Linked DNA regions of Pan troglodytes: region 2 is linked to region 1. Evidence: chromatin contacts called from public HiChIP or PLAC-seq data. All regions are on one chromosome and are shown on one strand. Each heading gives the region's core, a stretch centred on a gene start, on an enhancer-like site or on the middle of the called end of the contact. The rest is flanking DNA. Distances are from core to core; before and after follow the strand shown. Region 1 holds the start of NASP (nuclear autoantigenic sperm protein). Region 2 holds the start of MUTYH (mutY DNA glycosylase).

What was found. HiChIP or PLAC-seq counts read pairs in DNA pulled down with a chosen protein or histone mark.
Region 2: an H3K4me3 HiChIP or PLAC-seq map of stem cell-derived excitatory neurons shows a contact between it and region 1, with 4 times the contacts expected there. The contact joins the promoter of MUTYH here to the promoter of NASP in region 1. A contact is called at or near these places in 1 of 7 Hi-C or Micro-C datasets (induced pluripotent stem cells) and 1 of 1 datasets of contacts at active chromatin or transcription factors (stem cell-derived excitatory neurons).

Annotation. Positions count from the first base shown.
Region 1 is chr1:185,382,681-185,385,291 of NHGRI_mPanTro3-v2.0_pri, reverse strand. It overlaps NASP (nuclear autoantigenic sperm protein), which reads left to right and starts at 1,297. Exons shown (of 15, transcript XM_001158313.7): 1 at 1,297-2,055. The coding sequence starts at 1,997.
Region 2 is chr1:185,625,915-185,628,525 of NHGRI_mPanTro3-v2.0_pri, reverse strand. It overlaps MUTYH (mutY DNA glycosylase), which reads right to left and starts at 1,280. Exons shown (of 17, transcript XR_010154093.1): 1 at 1,141-1,280. TOE1 (target of EGR1, exonuclease) reads left to right here and starts at 953. Exons shown (of 8, transcript XM_513124.9): 1 at 953-1,226; 2 at 1,995-2,137; 3 at 2,225-2,265; 4 at 2,395-2,491. The coding sequence starts at 1,175.

The sequences.
Region 1 (2,611 bases), core at 48-2,547:
ATCAGACTGTGGTAGCCATTCAATGAGTGCTTAGCGTGAATTCTACACAGTGCTAATTACCTGTAATTCTCACAATGTCCTTAAGCGGTGGCTACTAATATGTCTTCATTTTACACTTAACCTTAATCCTAGCTACTCGATTACAATCCGGGTTACGTGACCTGGCTCACGTCACCTAGCTAATAATGGAAGAGCCCATGTATGTTTGCCATAGGAATTGGCATTTTCACGTCCAGCTCTCTAGCCCCAAAGATTTCAACCTCTTCGAGCCTTGACAGATTGGAATAAGAATCCTCTCCAGGAATCTTTCCCAATATGCTGGAACCTAAAGGGAAATAAAAACCCCTACTCCGATCAGCGTAGACTGGGCCATGGTGAAAAGGAATGGATGATACTCCAGGTGTGAGGAATTGCAGCTTTTTAGCCTGCCAGTTATTTTTCACTCAGCCATTTGCAGGAAATGAGGCACACTGCTTTCCATAACCGATTTGTCTTGCAACTTTCTGAACAAGTCACAGCTTCCCTTTTTTTTTTTTTTTTGAGACGGAGTCTCGCTCTGTTGCCCAGGCTGCAGTGCAGTGGCGAAATCTCGGCTCACTGCAACCTTTGCCTCCCGGGTTCAAGTGATTCTCCTGCCTTAGCCTCCCGAGTAGCTGGGATTACAGGAGCCTGCCACCACACCTGGCTAATTTTCGCATTTTTAGTAGAGACGGGGTTTCACCATGTTGGCCAGGTTGGAACCTTGGCCTATTTATTTATTTATTTTTGAGACGGAGTTTCGCTCTGTTGCCCAGGCTGGAGTGCAGTGGCGAGCTCTCGGCTCACTGCAACCTCTGCCTTCCGGGTTCTAGTATTCTCCTACCTCAGCCTCCCGAGTAGCTGGGATTACAGGCGCCCGCCACCACGCCCGGCTAATTTTTGTATTTTTTAGTAGAGACGGGGGTCTCACCATCTTGGCCAGGCTGGTCTTGAACTCCTGACCTCGTGATCCACCAGCCTAGGCCTCCCAAAGTGCTGGGATTACAGGCGTGAGCCACCGCGTCCGGCCCCTTGGTTTATTTTTCTAAGAAACAGACTAACACTGATCTCACTAGTAGCATTGTTAATATTAAACAAGATAGCTAATAGCTTTAAAGCGTCTAATCACGGTACCCCCACGAGTAGTAGTCACACAGCAAATCATAGGCAGGAGTGGACAAAAAGCGCTGGGAGCATTAATCCTGGTAGATTTGGAGTCTGGGCAGGGCCTAAGAGGATGGGATCAGCGGATTGGGCCAGCCAAAGGGGGCGGGTTCAGAGGGAGGAGCCAGCTGCCTCCCGCGGCAAGCCCCGAGCTTTGAATCAAGCGCGGTAGTTTCAGCTGTAGCCAATCCTAGAACAAAATCTTCTTGCGTCAGTTGTTGCTGAGGCCCAGATCTCACCCAGATCAGTTCTAGTCGCTGCTGCTTGTACCCGTCCTCGGCCCTTGCGTGTCCGTCCGTTACGACTCAGAGGACGGAGAGAAAGTCTAAGTCACCTTCCTCAGTATCCAGGCCGGAAGGAGACTCTCAGCTACTCGCCCTGAACATGCAGAGCAGCACTGGCTTCCCTGTCTCTGGATGCCGCAGGGGCGTCCTGTCAGGAGTTGTAGTGTCAAGATTCCAGTTCTTCTTATGCGACTTGCTGGAGAAGCAGGAAGTTGCTGTTTATCGGAGAAGTCGGGCTAGGGAGGGAAACAATCCCGCGGAGCCATATGGAGAGGGCAGGAGGTGTCTAGATAGTGGTAGGCCGGCGGGGGACGGAGAGTATGGGTGTTGAGTCCTGGCCCTTTAAACCCGAGGGGGAGGATCCGGAAGTGGATGGGCGGGGCGAAGGGTCCTCGTATATAAAAGGGCCCCGGCCGCGCGGGGTCTCTAATCTGCCATTTTCTGTCCCTGAGTGAGTCTCTGGCGTCCCAAATTGCCTGTTTTTCTCGCAGGCTCTATTCCGTTCGCTGGTTCGCCACCTCAGGGGAACGATGGCCACGGAGTCCACAGCCACTGCCGCCGTCGCCGCGGAGCTGGTTTCTGCCGACAAGTAAGCGGGACTGTGGAAAGCTTAAGGCACTGGCCAGTCCGCGGGGAGGGCTAATGGACGGGGGCTCCGGAGAAGGGGCAGACCGATGGGCGGGAGTACTTGCCTTCCCAAGAGCAGCTGTCGCTGTTCGGGAAGGCCTGGTCACTGGAGCAGTCCTTCTTTTGCTGAGAGCCTCGCGCAGCAGCGGTAACGGCGGTCGGCTGGCGCCCCCTGCCCCGCTTTTCGCGGCCGCCATCTTGCCGGGGGCAGCGGCGGCTGTATCCTTCGCCTGCCCCTCTCCTTCCTCCCCCGGCCCGGGGCGGTTGGCCGGGAGGCGGGGCCCTGGCGCGCGGGTTGGCCTTCACGCCCCTTCTGTCCCCAGCGTGTGCCTCTGGTAGAATCCCTGGATAACCCGGGAATATAACCAACGGAGATTTGGCGCCAAAAGGGAAAAAAAACCTTGCACGAGGAAGGAGGCTGGACCTGAGGGGTCGGGGTGGGCGGGGCCTTGCTGAGGGCGGGGTTTTGCGCGCGTGCGTTCCCTTTCCTCGCCGGCTCTGGGGCAGGGGGCGGGGCC
Region 2 (2,611 bases), core at 31-2,530, 240 kb before region 1:
TTCTGAATAATGATGAAATGGGCTCAGTTGAGAGAAGCTGAAGATTAACTATAAACAATGAGTAACAAAGGAGCACTGGAAGGCAGAGGTGGATGGGAATCGTAGTGTTTACGGAGGAACTAGTCTCCAATAGGAATCTCTTTTTTTTTGAGACGGAGTTTCGCTCTTGTTGCCCAGTCTGAAGTGCAAAATGGCGTGATCTCGGCTCACCGCAACCTCTGCCTCCCAGGTTCAAGCGATTCTCCTGCCTCAGCCTCCCAAGTAGTGGGATTACAGGCGCCCGCACCATACCCAGCTAATTTTTTTTGTACTTTTAGTAGAGACGGGGTTTCACCATGTTGGCCAGGCTGGTTTTGAACTCCGGACCTCAGGTAATCCGCCCGCCTCGGCCTCCCAAAGTGCTGGGATTACAGGCGTGAGCCACCGCGCCCGGCCTAGGAACCTCTTTCAAGTTCAATCACCCTCTAGGTCGACTATACCGCCTAGCTGCTTCACAATTTGTCCCTTCCTCGCCATCCATACTGCCAGCCTTAATTCAAGTTCACATTATCACTTGATTGGATTATTACAAAAGCTTCCCTACCAATCGGTCGCTCTTACACCCTCGGCAGCCTCCTCCGATGGCCTACTCCCCGCCTCTTTCACTTTCTGGAGATCACTGAGCTCTCCATCCTCTCTGGGAATTTACCGATGCCCAGAACGCCCTTCTTTCCCCCACACGACCCTCTCCTAGTCTAACTCCTGGGCGTGCTTTAAGCTCAGCTCAGGCAGCGTCACCTTCTCTGGAAAGCCCAAACCCAGCCACCCCACTACCCCCTACCCGCGGCCCACGCTGATGAAGACAGCAGAACACGGAGGCCCCGCGTTCCCGCCGCGAGTGCAGGAGAGAAAGATTACCTCCCGCGAGCTCTAGCGCGCCCGGCTTTCCGGCGCACTCCAGGGGGCGTGGCTCGGGTCCACCCGGGCGGCGAGCCGGCAGCACAGGCCAATAGGCAATTAGCGCGCGCCAGGCTGCCTTCCCCGCGCCGGACCCGGGACGTCTGAACGGAAGTTCGACCCCTCGGCGACCCGACGGCGAGACCCCGCCCCATCCCCGACTGCCTGAACCGCGCCAGGAGACGGAGCCCAAGTCCAGCGTACCCACAGACGACTCAGGCGGGAGACGAGCGGTGTCATGGCCGCCGACAGTGACGATGGCGCAGTTTCAGCTCCCGCAGCTTCCGACGGTGAGCGGCTTCCCAGAGGTAGCCTTCAAAGCCTCTGCGCTCTGGGAGAGGGGAAGGCCTCGGGCTCATAGTTCTAGAGGCTCCTCAAGCTTCAGAGGACTGCTCCTTCCGCCTGAACTAGCCACGAGGAGACTACAAGTCCCGTTGTACACCGCGGCTCCGGCCGCAAAAGCCTGGAGCGTTGGGAGCATGGGGCTGATGGAGGCATGGCGGGAGATGTAGTCTGGAGCTCATAACGGTTAGTAATAATAGTTGTGATTCAGTTCAGTGGAGTGGATTGAGCGTTGTGATCCAAAGGAAGGTAGGACGTATTGGGAGCTCTGGTGTGGGGCACTGCCAGGCTCTGGGGCTTACTGGGAGCTGTTGCTTGTGGCGCTGGGGCACCATGAGAACAGTAGTATGGATCCCTGTGGGATATTAAGGGAGCTGAGATCCTCAAGCCCTGCAAAATGTTTCCTGCAGGACATGGGAAAAAAGAATCAAAGGTCGTCTAGTCCAACTTTCTCCTCTACAGATTGTGAAAGCGAGGTGGGAAGTAATTTACCCAGGCTCATACAAGCCAGTAGAAGACTCAGGCTTCCTCTCCCCAAATTCAGGGCATTCTCCACTCCAAGGCCTGTGTGTAGAACACGTGGGTTACAAAGGCTTGTGGGAAAAGCTACCAATGGAAACTACCCCCCTTACCACCATCACCGTGGCCTAGCTTGGTGTCTGTTCCCCTGGGCTCTTTCCTTAAGCATGAACATCCATCACCCTCCTAACCCCCAGGTGGCGTCAGCAAAAGCACAACATCTGGGGAGGAGCTAGTAGTCCAGGTTCCCGTAGTGGATGTGCAAAGCAACAACTTCAAGGAGATGTGGCCATCCCTCCTGCTAGCCATAAAGACAGCTAATTTCGTGGCTGTGGACACGGTGAGAGTTGGGAAACAAGGAGGGCAGGTGGTTGTGAAGGGGCTGGTGCTAGAGGCCTGTCACAACTCTCCCTTTACCTACCCACAGGAGCTGAGTGGGCTTGGGGACAGGAAGAGTTTGCTGAACCAGTAAGTATAAGCCCTTTTCTCTTTAGTGCCAGCCCTCAACTGTGGAGTGGGGGGGTCACAGACCTGGGTGGTTTGGGTCCTTCATAAGGCTAACTCCTAGCCACAGCAACCCCCATACCCAACCCCAAGGTGCATCGAGGAACGTTACAAGGCCGTGTGTCATGCTGCCAGGACCCGTTCTATCCTTTCCCTGGGCCTCGCCTGCTTCAAGCGGCAGCCAGACAAGGTATGAGCTGATCTCACCCCAATCCTAGGTGTGGCTGTGGGGTGGAGGGTAGAGAGATTCTGGGGAACATCAGATAGGAAGCATTTCTCTCCCAAATCTTTTTTTTTGACTTGATAGTTT